Regions from separate parts of the Rattus norvegicus genome. Here region 2 is linked to region 1. Evidence: chromatin contacts called from public Hi-C data. All regions are on one chromosome and are shown on one strand. The core of a region is the stretch at or near the end of the contact, and the rest is flanking DNA. Distances in the headings are between cores, read along the strand shown. Region 1 has its middle 11 kb from the start of Plxnd1. Region 2 overlaps Tmcc1 (transmembrane and coiled-coil domain family 1).

What was found. A called contact is a pair of places that touch in the nucleus more often than the background predicts.
Region 2: a Hi-C map of liver shows a contact between it and region 1, with 4 times the contacts expected there. The contact joins two enhancer-like sites. A contact is called at or near these places in 12 of 12 Hi-C or Micro-C datasets (the A7r5 cell line, the Rat2 cell line, Schwann cells and 7 more) and 1 of 1 datasets of contacts at active chromatin or transcription factors (oligodendrocytes).

The regions. Positions count from the first base shown.
Region 1 is chr4:150,724,398-150,727,388 of GRCr8, forward strand. No RefSeq gene overlaps it. Among named protein-coding and RNA genes, the nearest start is that of Plxnd1, 11 kb to the left of the region's middle. Within about 2 kb of position 1,609, at least 29 of the 93 cell types and tissues checked have an H3K27ac peak or open chromatin away from gene starts, as enhancers often do. A contact at or near this core is called in liver, where this site is marked.
Region 2 is chr4:150,857,915-150,860,686 of GRCr8, forward strand. The region is part of intron 3 of Tmcc1 (transmembrane and coiled-coil domain family 1); the gene reads right to left. Among named protein-coding and RNA genes, the nearest start is that of Tmcc1, 53 kb to the right of the region's middle. Within about 2 kb of position 1,462, at least 2 of the 93 cell types and tissues checked have an H3K27ac peak or open chromatin away from gene starts, as enhancers often do. A contact at or near this core is called in liver, where this site is marked.

The DNA of each region.
Region 1 (2,991 bases), core at 359-2,858:
AGTCCCTGGCAGGGCCTGGCTATTTCCCCGGCACAAGAGCTATTTTCAGCCCTCAGAAGCAGGAAATAAGTCATAGTCAGAGCAGGCCGGCAGGCCCGGCACCCCAGGTGCAATGGATGTGCCTTGACGGAAGGGCAGCCACCATCCAGAAGACAGGAAGGAGGCCCTCTCCCCAGCAAAACAGGAGGCCCGCAGGCCCCAGAGGTGACACTGGCTCTAACATCTGCCCACACCTGGGGCCCATGGGGAGGACAAGGGTGATTGCCAGCCTCTTCCTCCAACCCAATTCACTGTGTCCGGAATTGCTGCAGGCTGGGTTTACTGCAGCATGCGTTGCTGGCCCTGCGTTAGAGACCTAAGAGGAGACTTGTCCCTGCGACGCGACATGGACAAACAGCTGCATCCTCCAAGCAGCTGCATCCTCTGAGCGGTCGCATCCTCCAGGCCCCAGGGGCCACTGCAAGGTGTGGGGCCAGGCAAGGGCTGTTTTTGCTTCAGCTCTCATCTACCATCTGGAAACAGCCAGTCAAATGCTCCCCTGCCAAGCCTCAGTTTCTCCCTTCCCTCTCAAGCCTTAGCTGCCTTGTCTGTGACCAAGTCCAGAGAGCTGTAGCTGCAAAGCCCCTTCCTCCCCACCCCTGCTCTCCACACATAGTGGCCTTTGGAGGTCAAGACCACCTTGTCTTCCTGTACGAGCCTGGGACACCCAGGGTAGATCTTGCTGGGTGTAAAGGGAGTTGCTAACGGCCCGCAGCCCAGATGGTGGGCAGTGTGCGTCAGCTGTGGCAGCCTAAGAATGACAGAATGACTTTCACTTCCCCACTGTGTCCATGTCACCCACCCCTACTCCTGTAGTCTCAGTTCCCCCTGGCTGTGAGCTGTCACCCTTTTCCCAAAGAAGCTGTGGTCTCAGGACTTGAGCTGGACAGCGTGTGGCTTCAGCAGTGCCCAAGAGGCCTAGTCCCCAAAGAGGGGCATTGTAGACATGGAGTCCTAAACAGTCAGGCAGCCTGGCCAGTGCCCACCAACACGGAACTAGGATGTGACCTCTCGATAGGGAGTTTGGAAGTTACGTTTTCTTCAAATAATACGCATTGTCTGTGTTAAAAAATATATAAACCAGCAGGGTTGGAAGATGGTTCGGACAATAAAAAGGTGCTTGTCGCCAAACCTGGTAACCTGAGTTTGATCCCTAGGACCCATATGATGGAAGGAGAGACCCAACTCCCGTAACTAGTCCTCTGAACTTCCTGTGTGCACTGTGGCAAGCATGCGCACCCCAAAGACCCGGGAGCTCTCCTGGCCCCCTCTGCATGCTGGACTTTCCAGCGATCCATCTTTAGGCATGGTGCTGGATCTGGTCTCACACCGAGGACAGAGTTAGGAGTCAGTTAGCCAGGCCAAGGGCAAGGTAGTGCGGAGTTTTTGGACAGTGGGAAGATGCCGCCATCTGCACCTGTAAACTGTTGGGCAGTTTGGGAGGGCTTCCTGGGAGAGGCGGCCATCTCAAAGCATAGGAGCTCCTTCAGGGATGAGTTCAGGGGAGGGAGAACAGCACAAGTCCCCTCTCTCCCTCAGCCCCACACGGCCTGGACCTCCCTCCTGCCTTGTCTGTCCTAACCTCCTCCTCCGCAGGCCGGAAGGAAGCTGAGGTGGGAATCTAGCCCCACAGTTCCCAAATGAGGAGAAACTGCTTGCAAGGAAAAAAATAACATTAATCCCATTGTCTCCGCTCCCAGATCCTGCTTGAAAAACAAAAACAAACTCAGGCTGCAGCTGGGAAGGGTTTTCTCTGGCAAAGCCGTAGGCTTGCCTAGGAGGGGGCCCTGTGACCACGCCAGTTTGCCCTGGGTGATGCGGGTGGGCACCAAGTGTTGCCCCTAGATCCTGGCCAGTCCGTACCCCCATTCCAGACTTGCCAGCTAGGCTGGCTGACTACACCCACGGGCTCTAGAAGCAGGGTCACCCTGTCTAGCCACAGGGCTCACTAGGGGCTGGCACTCCTGTCTTCTAGCCCTTCTTCCTTATTTCCCATCGAGAGACATGTGCAGATCACCTACCTCACCTATTCCTAGTGGAAGACAGAGGAGACCAGAAGGTGCCACAGTGACAGGGACAGGACAGGAGGCACGGCCCAAGGGACAGGACATTGGACGCCTCCCCACCCCCCCCACATATACCTCAAGTGGCCTCCAGTTCTTTTTTTTTTTTTTTTTTTTTTTCGGAGCTGGGGACCGAACCCAGGGCCTTGCGCTTGCTAGGCAAGTGCTCTACCACTGAGCTAAATCCCCAACCCCGGCCTCCAGTTCTTATTTGGGCTTGGCACCATGTTGCATGGCACTACTACACACACACACACACACACACACACTGTGAGCCTCTCTATTCAATCCTCAGCTGGTGCTGTTTTACCTGGACTAGTTCTGCACCTGCCTAGCCATCTGAGGTCACCCCAGGGAGACAGGGGTCTGCCACTATCCCACAGGCATGAGGGACTGCACTAGGAGAACCAAAACAAATGTGCGGGTGGGAAGGTAGTGCACTGGCCACAAACAGTCCTAAGGTGCTGTGAGCCTTTTTCCAGCCACCCCCAGCACCCCTGCTTCATGGCAGAATCAGGTGGAGGCTCTGTGTACAGCGACCTGTGCTCAGAGAAGACCCAGAAGCCCAGGGTTCTGTGCTGGCAGCTCTGGAAGTTGCCCCCTCCTTCCCTTTTCCTCCAAGGCTGACCTCAGCAGCCCCAGCTGGGCTTTTCCCAGAGCCGAGGCAGGAAACACAGGCCCTGAGTGTTTGTTCAGGCCGGGCAGGGCTCCGGGCAGGCGAGGCGGAAATGGCCACAAGATGTTTGTCCAAGTGGGAGTCAGGTTCCCCACAAGGGAAGGAGGAGGAGGTCCGGAGGAACGGGCCGAGTCAGCACACTAGACCTATCCTTGCCTCCCTGACCCGCAGAGGCAGACTGCACACAGTAGGTGCTTGCTGTATGCAGAATGC
Region 2 (2,772 bases), core at 212-2,711, 130 kb after region 1:
CGATAAACTGGCTCATTAGATAAAGGTCCTTACCACCAAACATGACCATTTGACTTTAATGGTAGGAACCTATAGTGAAAGGAAAGAAATAACACCTGCAAGTTGTTCTATCCTATGCTATAAAAGGGTTATTTCAACATCCGTTTGCACAGTGACCTTATACACTATGAGGTTTTTTTTTTTTAATTAATAAACCACGTGAGCGCTAGAGGATTATGCATGTTCTAATAGGTTTCCTTTAAACCGAAGTTCTAGAAATCATACCCTCAGATGCACATAGAGAAGGCAGGAATGATCTTCTGTTAAGAGTAATGCACTTCTCCACAGGAACTGTAGCAGTGGCTATGGTGGTTTATATATGCTTGGCCCAAGAAGTGGCCTATTAAGGGGTGGCCTTGTTGGAGTAGGTATGTCGCTGTGGGGATGGGCTTATAAATACCCCCAACCTAGTTACCTGGAAGAGAGTCTTCCACTAGCAGCCTTCAGGTGAAGGTGTAGAACTCTCAACTCTGCCTGTACCATGCCTGCCTAGATGCTGCTATACTCCCATCTTGATGATAATGGACTGAACCTCTGAACCTGTAAGCCAGCCCAATTAAATGTTGTCCTTTATAAAAGACTTTTGCCTTGGACATGGTGTCTATTCACAGCAATAAAACCCTAACTAAGACAGAAGTTGGTACAACAGCAGTCTATTTAAATAGAAGTGGTATGTAAGTGACCGGGCCCAAGCAGGTCCTGAAGGCATAAGCAAGTTACGTGAAGAAATTGTTCAAATGCCTATGGTCTCTATTCCTGCTACAATGCCATCTGCTGCGAAGTATGCACCTATAGCCTCATGGGGTGTTCCCTGTGATCGGCTGACTGAAGAAGAGAAGACTAGGACCTGGTTCACTGATGGCTCTGCATGTTATGTGGGCACCACCCAGAAGTGGACAGCTGAAGCATTACAACCCCTTTCCAGGACAACCCTGGAAAATCTTCACAGTGGGCAGAACTTCAGGCCATACACATGGTGTTACAGTTTGGAAAAAGAAATGGCCAGATGTACAATTGTTCACTGACTCATGGGCTGTAGCCAATGGATTGGCTGGATGGTCAGGGGCTTGGAAAGATCATGATTGGAAAATTGGTAAGATATCTGGGGAAGAAGTATGTGGATAGACCTCTCCAAATGGGCAAAGGATGTGAAGATATTTGTGTGCCATGTCAATGCTCACTGAAAGGTGACTTTAGCTGAGGAGGAGTTAAATAATCAAGTGGATAAGAGGACTCATTCTGTGGAGACAGTCAGCCTCTTTCCCCAACCGTTCCTGTCATTGCTCAATGGGCACATGAACAAAATAGCCATGGTGGCCGAGATGGGGGTTATGCTTGGGCTCAACAACACCAACTTCTACTTAGTAAGGCTGACCTGGCTACAGCTGCTGCTGAATGCCAGATCTGCCAAAAGCAAAGATCAATACTGAGCCACAGATATTGCACCACTGCTGGAGATGACCAGCTAGCAACCTGGTGGCAGGTTAATTACATTGGACCACTTCCTCTATGGAAAGGACGTTTTATTCTTTCTTACTGGAGTAGATATTTATTCTGGTTATGGATTTGCTTTTCCTGAATGTAATGATTCTGCCAAAACCACCATCCATGGACTTACAGAATGCCTTATTCATAATCATGGTATTCCACACAGTATTGCTTCTGACCAAGGAACTCATTTCACAACCAGAAGTGTGACAGTGGGCCCACAATCATGGAATCCACTGGTCTTACCATGTTCCCCACCCTCCTGAAGCAGATGGTCTGATAGAAAGATGAAATGGCCTTTTGAAGACTCAGTTATAGTGCCAATTGGGTGGCAGTGGCATGGAGATCTGGGCAGAGTTCTTCAGAAGGTAGTATATGGTTTGAATATATGGTACAGTTTCTTCCAGGATCAACAGGTCCAGGAATCAAGGGGTGGAAAAGGGGATAAATAGTTCCACTCACTATCACTCCTAGTAACCCTCTAGGAAAATTTTTGCTTCCTGTTCCCACAACCCTAGGTTCTGCTGGCCTAGAAGGTTTGGTTCCAGAAGGGGGAGTGCTCCTACCAGGAGTCACAACAAACATTCCATTGAACTGGAAGTTCAGACTTCCCCCTGGCCATTTTGGGCTTTTAATGCCCTTAAACCAGGCTAAGAAAGTAATAGCAGTATCAGGAGAAGTGATAGATCCAGATTACCATGGGGAAATTGTACTGCCTCTCCACAATGGAGGTAAGAAGGATTATGTCTGGAGTGCAGGAGATCCCTTAGGGTATTTCTTAGTGCTACCATATCCTATGATTAAAGTCAATGGAAAACTACAACAGCCTAATCCAAGTATTATGACAAAGGACACAGACCCATAAGGAATGAAAATATGGGTCACTCCTACAGGAAAAGAGCCAAGGCCTGCTGAGGGGCTTGCAGAGGGTGGAGGAAATACAGAATGGGTAGTAGAGGAAGGTAGGTATAATATCACTTAAGGCTACATGACCAGTTGCAGAAACGAGGATTATAAAGAAGTATGAATGCTTCTGTTTTACTTTAAGAACATATTTGTATATCTATTTGTGTTTTCTTCCATTTTCTTTAACATCAATTGATATTTAAGGTGAGATACTAAAAGAATGTTCCCAGGGGACACTGCCCCATTGTAAATTTTCAAATGCAAGATATAAAGAACAAAAATAAATCAGCCAACAATAGTTTTTTCTATATATACACACTGTTTGAGGGGAAGCAGTAG